Linked DNA regions of Mus musculus: region 1 is linked to region 2. A link is a contact called in public promoter capture Hi-C data. All regions are on one chromosome and are shown on one strand. Each heading gives the region's core, a stretch centred on a gene start, on an enhancer-like site or on the middle of the called end of the contact. The rest is flanking DNA. Distances are from core to core; before and after follow the strand shown. Region 1 has its middle 30 kb from the start of Gpr141. Region 2 holds the start of Gpr141b (G protein-coupled receptor 141B).

Region 1 (5,374 bases), core at 2,250-4,749, 120 kb after region 2:
TTGAATACTTGGACACAGGAGAAAACTCCTGAACAGACACCAAATGGCTTATGCTTTAAAAGCAACAACCGACAAACGGGACCTTATAAAATTGAAAAGCTTCTATAAAGCAAGGATTATTATCAATAGGATAAAACAGCAACCCACAGATTAGGAAAAGATATTTACCAACCCTACATCTGATAAAGGGCTAATATCCAAACTATGCAAAGTACTCAGGAAGGCAGATTCCAGAGAACCAAATAACCCTATTAAAAAGTGGAGTACAGAGCTGAATAGAGAATTCTCAACTGAGGAAACTCGAATGGCTGAAACACTTAAGGAAATATTTAACAACCTTAGTCATCAGGGAAATGCAAATCAAAATGACCCTGAGATTCCACCTCACACCAGTCAGAATGGCTAAGATCAAATACACAGGTGACAGCAGATGTTGGCAAGGATGTGGAGAAAGAGGAACACTCCTCCATTGTTGGTGGGATTGCAAGCTGGTACATCCACTCTGGAAATTGGTCTGGCAGAAAATTGGACATAGTATTACCTGAAGATCCAGCCTCTCCTGGGCATATACTCAAAAGATGCTCCAACATATAACAAGGACATATGTTACACTATGTTCATAGCAGCCTTATTTATAATAGCCAGGAGCTGGAAACAACCCAGACGTCCCCCAACAAAAGAATGGATACAGAAAATGTGGTACATATACACAATGGAGTACTACACAGCAATGAAAAACAATGACTTTATGAAATTCACAGGCAAATGGGTGGAACTAGAAAATATTATCCTGAGTGAGGTAGCCCAGACACAAAAGAACACATGATATGTATTCACTAATAAGTGGATACTAACCAAAAGCTCACAATGCATATGATACAACCTACAGACCATATGGAGCATAAAAGAAAGGAAGATCAAGGTGTGGATGCTTCAGTCCTGCACTGAGAAGGGAACAGAATGGTTGTGGGAGATAGAAAGAGAAGGAGACAAGGGAGGGAGAAAGGAGGAGGAAATAAGAAGGGTGGCAGTATCAGAATCTGGAGGAGACATGAGAGAGGTACAGAGGGTCTGGACATCAGAAATTAGTTATAAGGGAGGATGAAGAACTGGGAGAGCCACTGGAGAGTCCCAGACACTAGAGAAACATGAGCCTCCCAGGAGACAATGGGATTGACTTTAGACATAATATTCAGAGAAGAAGGAGACAGAACGTGTAGAGACCACCTCCAGTAGATAGGCACCACCCTTGGTCGAGGGATGGAGCTACCCACCTACCTCAAAGTTTTTTTTAACCAAGAAATGTTCCTGTCCAAAGGAAGAACAAGAACAAAAAATGGAACAGAGACCGAAGGAAGGGCCAATTGGGGAACAGCCCCACCTGAGGATACATCATGTCTGCAGACACCAAACCCAACACTGTTGCTGTGGTTAAAAGTCCCTTTCGGAGAGGAACCAAGTGTGGCAGTTCCTGTGGAGGTCCGGCAAGCAACTGACCAATGCAGAGGCGGATGCTTGGAGCCAACCATCAGGCTGAACTCAAGGAACCTGGTCGGGAAGCTGGCAGAAGGCCTGGAGGAGCAGAGGGGGATTGGAAGAACAACATTGGCTGGCCTGACCACCCAGTTCTCTCAGAGACTAGACCACCAACCAAGGAGTGCACCTAACGGGATTTTTGGATCCAGATAACATATGTAGCAAAGGATGGCCTTGCCCGACAGCAATGAGAAGGGAGGCCATTGGTCCTAAGGAGGTTTGATGCCCCAGAGTAGAGGGATGCTGAAATGGTGCTGATTCCTATTGTCATTTTAGCCCCATTCCATCCTCACAGGATCAATTCAAAACCTTGCCTCTGTTTCCCCATTGTGTTTTGTTAGGAGGGTTGTGGAGTGGAGGCCTTGTAGAGGTGTGCTCTTTCTGAAAAGTGACTGTCATTTAGTTGAAGGTAGCTAGATCTTAGGTAGATTCAAAGAAAGTCTGTCTGTATCAATTTCTTAAATACACAAAGAATTTACATTCATGTTTTGGAAGTGAATATCTCCTTATGTAAGGCCAAGAAATAATTGTATGACAGATACAAACAAGTCCTGTTGATTTTGAAGATCTTCAGGAATCTCATTTGGGGCTGTTGAAGATAAAACTCTCCCCAAGCTTTCACACTGCAGCCAACACCACCAGGAAAAGCTTCTTCCACATAATGCACTGAGGTGGATCCCAGAAGAGCAGAAGTAACCACGGCAATATGGAGTTGTGCTCCCAAGGAGCCTGATTTACAGTGGAACTTAACAGGATGCTGAGAATTAAGAATGCCATTTAAAAGAAATTGGCAAAGAATTCTTCCATGATCTCTGTGGCCACACCTAAGTCATAAACAAGAGACTTGCCATTTTCCCAGATGCACAAGCCTCTAAACCAGAAATCCCAAATGTCCTGAGGATTATCACTCTATGGAGGATTTGTTTTGAATCCCCAACAGATGTATGAGAAGCAGCAGGGGAAGGCTGCCAGAAGGTTCTCTTTCCACTAGACTGTAAATTTGTCTAAAGATTAAGTCTTCCTAAAGACTCGTTAACAAGGACAGCTACAGCTACGGGGATTGACCACTTCCTGTTTTCTATCTCCTCTGCTATGTATTAGTGCCAGCCTAAACCAGTATGATTTGTTAGAAAGGAAATTTTCATTTTAATTACTTACCAAATACAGAAGAGTGTTTAAGCTTGCATTGCCTGCTTAGATTCTGTGACTCTAAGCATAATTTGCTTTACTGCCTATGATAATCTGCTAATCAGTGGTAAAAGATTCTATCTCTAATAGCAAAGAGACTGTATCTGCCCCGCAGCTAATGTGTTTCTTCCTTAAATCTAATTTTAAAGGGGGCTTAGTTCTCCCCACAGCATTTGTTGCTGTATACACTCATGAACATATCTCGACATAGCAGACATTAGTGCAGTTCACAGCATTCAGAGCTAGGTAAAACTAACTACACACAGAGAGAGACATACAAACACACACACAGAGACACACACACACACACACACACACACAGACACACACACACAGATACACAGACACACACACACCAGCCACCTGCCTGCCCTACTCTGCCTAGCACTGTCTATCCTTATGAGATACTAGCTAGCAGGGAAGGAGCCTCTCTGTGTGCTGTGAGCAATGTGTATGGTGGTTTAGCAACCGGATTCACTGGTTAAACTGACTAGTGGTTTGATGACTTGAGAGACATTACAGACACTGATATCAGAGATCTTAGTTCCGCAAGGCTAACATTCTCTTCAGGCTCAGAGCTATTAGGCAAACCTGAAAACAGCACCCATGCTCGTGTTAATGGGTTAAAGAATTCAGTTTTACTTTCCCCAAAACACATGGAAGTCTAAAAGTATTTGGGGGGAAAAAAGCAGGCTGTTGTTTGTAATAAAACTCTATGACAACTGGAGACAAACCACGTGGGGAAAGCAGGCACTGAGTCATCTCCAGCAGACGTGACTTGAGGACCGACCGTTAAGCATTTCCTCTTATGACTTAGTTCAGTTAGCCAAAGGCTTTTCATCCACTGACCAAAAAAACTTCTCTGCCGAGGTCTGAAAGGCGACACTAATCTATGTATGGGTAAAGAGATATAAATTTACAGAGCAGTTTGAGACTTTGTTTATTTAGCACAATAATAACAATAAGTTCTCTGAGGCCCATGAGTTTGTCAAGACCAGTGCCAAGGATGAAATAACTCCCTCTTGAGTTGTTGGTCAGAGATGTCCCAGAGACACCCCAAAACAATACAGGTTGTTGCTATTGATCTTGGTTGCTCACCAGAATTTGGTGGTAAAGTCCAGTTTCTAAAACCACCATACACATTGGTCACAGGACATGGAGAACTTCATCTTTGTTTGTTAGCTCTCAGAGTAATGAAACGTGCTATGCAGAGTTCTTCGGGGTGGAGGGCCAACAGTCTTACCCAGCCATGGACGCTGTGAAATGTAACCGTCACTGCTCTGTCAAGATATGTCCATGAGAGTAACGGTGGCACAGATGCTGTGGGGAGAACCAACGCCTTTTTTATGAGATTGAAGGAAGAAATGCATGCTTGGTCCTACAAATCTGATCTGATTGTCAAAAAGAAAATCACTATTAGCATTTTGTCTAGCTCTGCCCCACAGTTGCCTGGAAATAGCCAGGTGTGCCTGAATCGCTATAAAAGAGTCTGCTTGTCCCCTCTGCTCTCTTTTCCTCTTGCCTTCTTCCTCCAGTTCTGTCCTCTGGACCCTTCTCCTCTCTCTCCATGTGCTCATGGCTGGCCTCCACTCCTCTGCTCTCTCTTTCTGTCTTTCTCTGTCTCTACTATCCTCTCAGCTCCCCTCCACATACCCTGAATAAACTCTAGTTTATGCTATACCATCTGTGGCTGGTCCCTCATGGGAAGGAATGCCTCAGCATGGGCCTGCAGAGGCACACCCTTCCCCCACACCTGACTGCACATCCACCAAAACATATCCCTTCTCTCAATCTTTTTTTTTAAGATTTATTTATTTATTTATTCATTTATTTATTTATTTATTATATGTAAGTACACTGTAGCTGTCTTCAGACACACCAGAAGAAGGCGTCAGATCTCATTATGGGTGGTTGTGAGCCACCATGTGGTTACTGGGATTTGAACTCATGACCTTCAGAAGAGCAGTCAGTGCTCTTACCTGCTGAGCCATCTCACCAGTCCTCAATCTTTTTATAAAAACACACTAGTTACTCTATCCCTCTTTTGCTAGAGCAAGTGAAAAATGTTCCATCAATGAGAACAAAAAGATCATTATTCCTTTCTAAAAATAATGTGGGATGGTTTTGTTGAAGTCTTTAGAATATTAAGGTATGCAGAATCCTACTATAGGATGAAGCATAAGGAATACAGACAATGAAATCCAGCCCTATAACTTCCATAAGCCAATTCAGAAAATAAATTGAGTTTGACTTGTACTGGACTGTGAAGTCATGTCTGTTTTGCGGTGACCATTCTTCCTTTCCTTTTTGTGTTTTTTTTTTGTTGTTGTTAAGTGTGTTATGTGCACATGTGTGCACAATTCCCCCTAATTAAAGGCAGAAATCTAAAAAGAAAAGGAAAGGAATGATGTGGGATAGCCATGATCACAGATAATCATGGTCCAAGCACTTCCTTTCTGAAACCCATGTATGAGGTCACCAAAGCTCTCAAAATTCCTTCTGACACAAGTTGCTATAAACTCAATAGCTTTTAAAGCTTAGAGATAGGTTCTACAATATTCCTATGGTCTGAAGATTAAACTCAGAGCAGTAGCAAGAGCTATGGAAAAAAATCTCCCCTTGTTTGCTCCAGCTCTGGGGTATCCCAGGA
Region 2 (6,078 bases), core at 42-2,541:
ATCATATATAATATTTGCCTGCTTTTATGTGACACTATATTTTTATACGATATTAACATCCACAAGTTAAACACAATTTAGAGTTTAGATTTTGGTCTTTTTCAAATCTAAGTATGTGACTTAAGATCGAAACTAATTTAAAGTAGTTTTGAAATTTATATGAATTTCGAATTTTATTTGAAACTAACTGGGCCTAGATTATGGCACATTTCCATGGCTTAACTGGGTCCCTCCTGAGGCAGAGGAGAACGTTTGGAGAAAGACAAGTAGCTCTGCTGTTAAGCCACTGCTTTAACAATGGAACAGGTAATTAAACTTCACTCTAGCTATAAAAAAAACATTGAATGATGCCTCTTTTCAAGAACTAACTTGGATTGCATACATATAAAAAATTGAAATCATGACATTTGACATTTGCAGGAAAAGACTCAGAAAGACATAACCAGCAAGTAGATCCTAGACACAAAATAATCTATGTACATACATACACCTATGTGTTGGCATGTAGATCTGTGTGCATGCTAAGACTGGAAATTGGGAAAAGAGAGCATGACAGAAAAGAAAGAGATCTTAAAAGAAAGGAAAAAAATAGTATTCCATTTTTAAAGGAGGATGATTTGAGGCATGGGAGATAGCCAGACAGGTGAGCAGAAGAGACAGTGTAGGAGAGCAAGGGAGGGGATGGCTATGAACAATATAATGCTGCACGTGTATGAAAATGTAACAAAACAGAACGTTGTGTGCTTGCTTTTAAAACTAGTAAACTGATAAATAAAAGAACCTAACAGATTTTCTGACTTCTCAGACCAGCCTACACCGCCTTTTGTTATTTCTCAGAACTTCCTGCATTTTCTCTCAAAACTTTACCTAGTGACCACAACCTCATTTCTAACCTTATCCTTCAAAAGCCTATTATGAATTCTGGGTATTTCTTCACTCATTAAAACCAAGCACCAAAAGTTCTAGAGACACTGCCCTCCAAGACACAAATGCAGCCATCCAAAGTACTTGCCTGCTCCTTCTAGTTGTGATCGATCCTGGTGGAAAACTTAACGTACCGTGGTCATCTGTTGTTCTACATCAAAGCAGGCAGTAAACGCAGTTGCTGAAACCAGAACTATCCTAGCCCAACCGTCAACACAGTCATGAGTGGGGTCATGAGTGGAGGGACAAGTTCAAGCCTTGCACTGAGGGCTCAAGAAGCCCATCAGCCAAGATGCAGAGTCCTGATAAGTTAAGCCTGTGAGCTCAAACGGACATTGTCTCCACAGTGGGGCAGATTCAAAACAGAGATTTTCGTTTTCACTCCCAACGACTTATTAGCAAAGTTAAAATGTAAACCGCAGAGGGATTTTTCCAGAGCTGTTTCTCATCCTTCTTTTTGGTACCACCCCAAATGTTCTGTACTCAGAATAAGAACAGAATAGGGAAATACTTTCTGGACAGCTTTCTCTCTGTTGAAGTCTCCTCGAATTCCATGGTTTACGGGCAACCTTCTCCCAAACAAGCTGCTGTTTGGAAATGCGATTCTTTTGGAGTTCCGCCCTCTGCTAATGTAGCTTCTACAGAGGGTTGGCTTCTCCCAAAGGCCCCATCTTCTTTCACGAGCAGTCTCACCCCCTGTCCTGACCTTGGCTGTCCTAAGACATTGAAACATACTGTGAAAGAAGTGTAAACTTAGCACCACAGAAAGATAAAAGGGACCGATACACCTTCAATGGTTGTAGACACACACCTGCCTTGAATCATACCAAGATTCAGCTACAGAAACTAAAATAATGGAAATGTTATTGTCTAGCAACCTCATTATGGCCTACATTTGAGCATCGGTGAGACTATTTTCAAATTGCTTTTGAAAAGATAAGCATCACCTGTACCTGTGCTGATACTCAATTGTCCAACAGTGCTTATCACTTTGAAGACGTAAAGGAACCGAATCTACTTGTAACAGACCCATTTGCTTAATCGTTTGAATAAAACTTAAACAAAAGACAAAATTTTGGCTCTTACTAAGAAATAGAAATTTTTTTTTATCAGCTCAACTCAGCTAGAGAAAGGAAAATAACTATCCACAGAAACAGTTTTCAACCAATTATAAGCATCTCCATTTTTAAGTCAAACTAATTCATAAAACATAAAATCTGGGTCACAGCTTAGATGTAGATGTATTAATCTGACAATCTTTATTTTTTTTCCAAATAAAGTGTGTTCCTGGAATCTGTATGCAAAAGTATGTTCCCATAGAAACGGTGTTATGTTTAGAGGTTTGCTCGTATGAGGAAGAAAAACTGGGAAATAGGTTAGTTGCAACCAACAGCAGAGAATAAAAATAAAGCAACTGTAATGAAAACTGTGCGCTGTGCACTGTGCAGCTATTGTTCACACCGATGGCCTGGACGTCTGCTAAAGGCGTGAATGTTCTGTCAGGGCAAGAGGAACGCAGCGGTCCCCACATCGTCTCCACTCACAATCAGATGCAGCCTCTTCTCCAGGCAGACATGACAATTCTTTAATGAGAAACAACCAATCCCTAGCAAAACAGCCTAAAACAGTGATTTACTTCAGGATAATACAATCTTTTTCTTTAACCAGAACTCAGAGCTGAGGACATTATCACTGCAGGACCAACTAGGGTCAGAAACCATGTCATCCCTACTCCACCAGGAAGCACATGGGGTTTTCTATTAGAGGAACAGTTTATTTATTTTCTACTGTATTTTTTAAAATTGAATTAGCTTACATTCACTACACAAAAGGGATGCTTTTGTGACATCTAAATACATGTATATTATATATTTTTTCTTGGCTTTCTTTCAAGATTCACTCTTCTGTTGTTTTTTCTTTCCTTTCGATGTCTCCTCCCTCTCCTCAAACAGTCCCTACTGTTACTACGCATGTGTGTGTGTGTGTGTGTGTGTGTGTGTGTGTGTGTGTGTGCATGCACACAGGCTATGTGCCAGGGAAGACACAATACACAATATTTGCCTTTCTGAATACATTTTATTTCTCTCAACATGATGATTCCGAATCCCATTTATTTCCTGAAATTGCCACGACTATTACCAAGACACTACTGTGGATATGCTGTACTTTCTTTATCATGCATCTGTTCGTAGGCATGCAGGCTGATTCAGCCTCCTGCAGTGGTGAACACTGCCGCTAGAAACAAGGCTGTGCATGTGTCTCTGTAGCATGATGCCTCAGATTCCTTACAGTGTGTGCTCTGAGTGGTAGGTCTGGATCACATAGTTGTTCTGTTTTTAGCTTTTTGAGAGACATCTACATGAATTCCATGGTGGCAGCTCTAGTATCTAAGGTTCTTTTCCCCTCGGCATCCCTCCGAGCCCTTACCACTGTTTGTTTTCTTGAGGAATATGGAAAGTTTGAGATACTCTCTAAAACGTTAGTTTTAGAATGGAATTAAACATTCATATAGAAAGACTTTAATAATTAAAATAATTAAATTTAATAATTTAATTTTTAAATCTCAGAGAATCAAAAGGCTTCTTTTTAAAACTTATTTATTTTTATTCACATGTGTCTGGTTATATATGCTAATGTGGGTACAAGAACATGTGGCAGTTAGAGGAGAAGGTTGAATCCCCCGAAGCTGGCTTTTCAGGCAATTATAAGCCATCCTGCTAGGAAGTACATCCTTTTAATCACTGAGCCATTTTTCCGGGCCTCAAAAGCGGTCTATATATTCTATCCACATCTTATTTTATTTTTTATTTTTTTATTATGTATTTTTCTCAATTACATTTCCAATGCTATCCCAAAAGTCTCCCCTCCTCCCCCACTCCCCTACCCACCCATTCCCATTTTTTGGCCCTGGCGTTCCCCTGTACTGGGGCATATAAAGTTTGCCTGTCCAATGGGCACCTCTTTCCAGTGATGGCCGACTAGTATTATAAGCTGACGTTTGACAAGGACATTAATCGTTAGCCTGCCATTTTTCAGAAGTCGATATGCCTTCATCAGGTATAAACAGGAAGCAAATGTTTCTAAGGGGCTACTTGTACCCTTCTATGGAAGATGTCTTTTGACATGGCTCTTAAGGGCGTGTCTCTGCTCCTGAAAGAAGGGAATGAAAATTGCCCACCATCATTATAGATGCTATAGTACTGTTCGGAAATGTCCTTGGGCAACTGGTAAGAAAACCAGAAACTGCTCACTCTTCAAACATATTTACCTCCTTATGTTGTGGAATCCTGGGAAATGCCATCTGATCATAACTGCCCAGAGACTAGGTTACCCTGAGCACTGGATGTGGTGTAGGGGACTTCAAGAGCTCTCCATGCTGGCATGTGTGCTCTTGGTTTCTCTTCCCTTCCTTCTTTCTAAGGGTGTGTGCATGCTCAATCCACCTCATGAGCACATAGGCAGAACACATTTCCTACTATAAAAAAGTTGAGATTTGGAATGGGAAAAATAAATACAAGTTGCTCCTCTTCTCTCTGTCGGAGGCCCACTGTCCTTCCGACCCCTTCTCCCCAGAAACACGCCCAGATCAGAGCTCTTTAGTATCCCTAGAGTCAACCAAAGTTTTTTTTTTTTTTTTTTTTTTTAAGATTATTCTCTGGCTGATTTTCTAGCATATAGAGCTTCAATTAATAAAACCACAGCTGACACACAGAAGTCTTTGGTAGCTGAGAGTTACAGATATTCATCTTTAAACATGTGCACATGCCCAGTCTCATGAGCAGATTTCAGGTCCAGGTGGAAACTCTTTGAGAAAAATTTTCTGTACCAAACATGCATACATTGGGTTGAAATTATTCTCTAAAACATACCTCTTGAGGTAGCACTTATAGTGTACTACATATTGAATAGGTGGAAATAAGATAGTGATGTGGTAATGCTACTGTATTTTGTATAACAGGCAAGAGACAAGAGAATCATCCATTTTGACATCATAGAATTCTATCAGGAACAAATCTTCCATGAATTTTGCAGGATCGCTGATTATCTTTTTCTGGCCAAGTGTTCTTTACAACTGAAAAGAAAACAAATATATCTTTACACTTTTATTTCTGTGTATGTATATGTGAATATGTGTGGTATATGTATGTATGATATGAAGGCATATATATATGTGAGCACAGGTACCACAGAAGTCAAAGGGCAGCCTCTGGTGATGGTCCTCAATTTCCACATTGTTTGAGACAGGGTCTTTGCTACTGTTGTTAGCCACTGTGCATGCCAGGCCAGTTGGCATCCTCGTGCCTCCACCTCCCATCTCAGTTAGCATACGTTCTGGTGATGCAGACTCAGTTCTTCACATTTGCGTGGCAAGTGCTTTACCCACTGAACCTTCATCTCAGTGTAAGAAACGAACCCAAGTAGGGTAAGAGGCAGATTTGAGATAAGACCTGAAGAACAACTCTGTTGAAAGAAAGAAATCAGACCTTAATTCACAGGACACTGTGTCATCCCTGATTTCTCTGCCCCCAGAGGACACTCAGGTCTTCTGGATTGTGCCCTTGGCACCTGCCTCTCTGCTTGGCGTGGTGTTAGGCTGTGCTTTGTCATTCTGGTTTCAGTATGGTTACTTCCACAGGATCCTGGATTGCATGTTGGGAGGGTACTTGCCTCTGTCACACTTCCCTGTTCAATTTCGTCATGCATGATCTCCACCTGCAGTTTTATGATCAGTAGTTTACTTCTCTTCCACTGAACACTCTGCACCCCACTCTCATCTCTCTAGGGGCTCAGCCTCTGGCATTCTAAAGTGGGACTCAGTGTCAAAGCTTTAAGAATTAGGAATGGCTGGTTTATCTACAGCTCTCTTAAAGACACATTTCCCAGGAGCTCCAACATCTGCTCACTGTTGCTTCTCAGTGCTTAGATGAGCGGCTAGCATAGACTTCCTACATTAATTCGATAAGTTAAATGAATGCTTCTGAGAGTAGATATGGCCTAATCTCTTTTGTTGATGAGTTAAAAATTCCCCACTAAATCCTTACAACTTTTCTGGGCTAGAACTGAAAGTGAGAGCTGCCATCGGTCTAGAAGAGGTTCTATCATAACAAGGTTCCTCACTTTTTCTTATATTATTATTTTGTGAATGTTTTCCCA

What was found. Promoter capture Hi-C pulls out the DNA fragments that hold promoters and counts their contacts.
Region 1: a contact with region 2 is called in a promoter capture Hi-C map of macrophages, with 7 read pairs. The contact joins the enhancer-like site here to the promoter of Gpr141b in region 2. A contact is called at or near these places in 9 of 39 promoter capture datasets (the C10 cell line, the HPC-7 cell line, embryonic stem cells and 3 more), 2 of 115 datasets of contacts at active chromatin or transcription factors (CD8 T cells and bone marrow-derived macrophages) and 1 of 9 other capture datasets (liver).

The regions. Positions count from the first base shown.
Region 1 is chr13:19,851,657-19,857,030 of GRCm38.p6, forward strand. No RefSeq gene overlaps it. Among named protein-coding and RNA genes, the nearest start is that of Gpr141, 30 kb to the left of the region's middle. Within about 2 kb of position 3,500, at least 91 of the 459 cell types and tissues checked have an H3K27ac peak or open chromatin away from gene starts, as enhancers often do. A contact at or near this core is called in CD8 T cells, the HPC-7 cell line, bone marrow-derived macrophages and 3 more, where this site is marked.
Region 2 is chr13:19,731,660-19,737,737 of GRCm38.p6, forward strand. It overlaps Gpr141b (G protein-coupled receptor 141B), which reads right to left and starts at 1,292. Exons shown (of 2, transcript NM_175688.4): 1 at 1,013-1,292.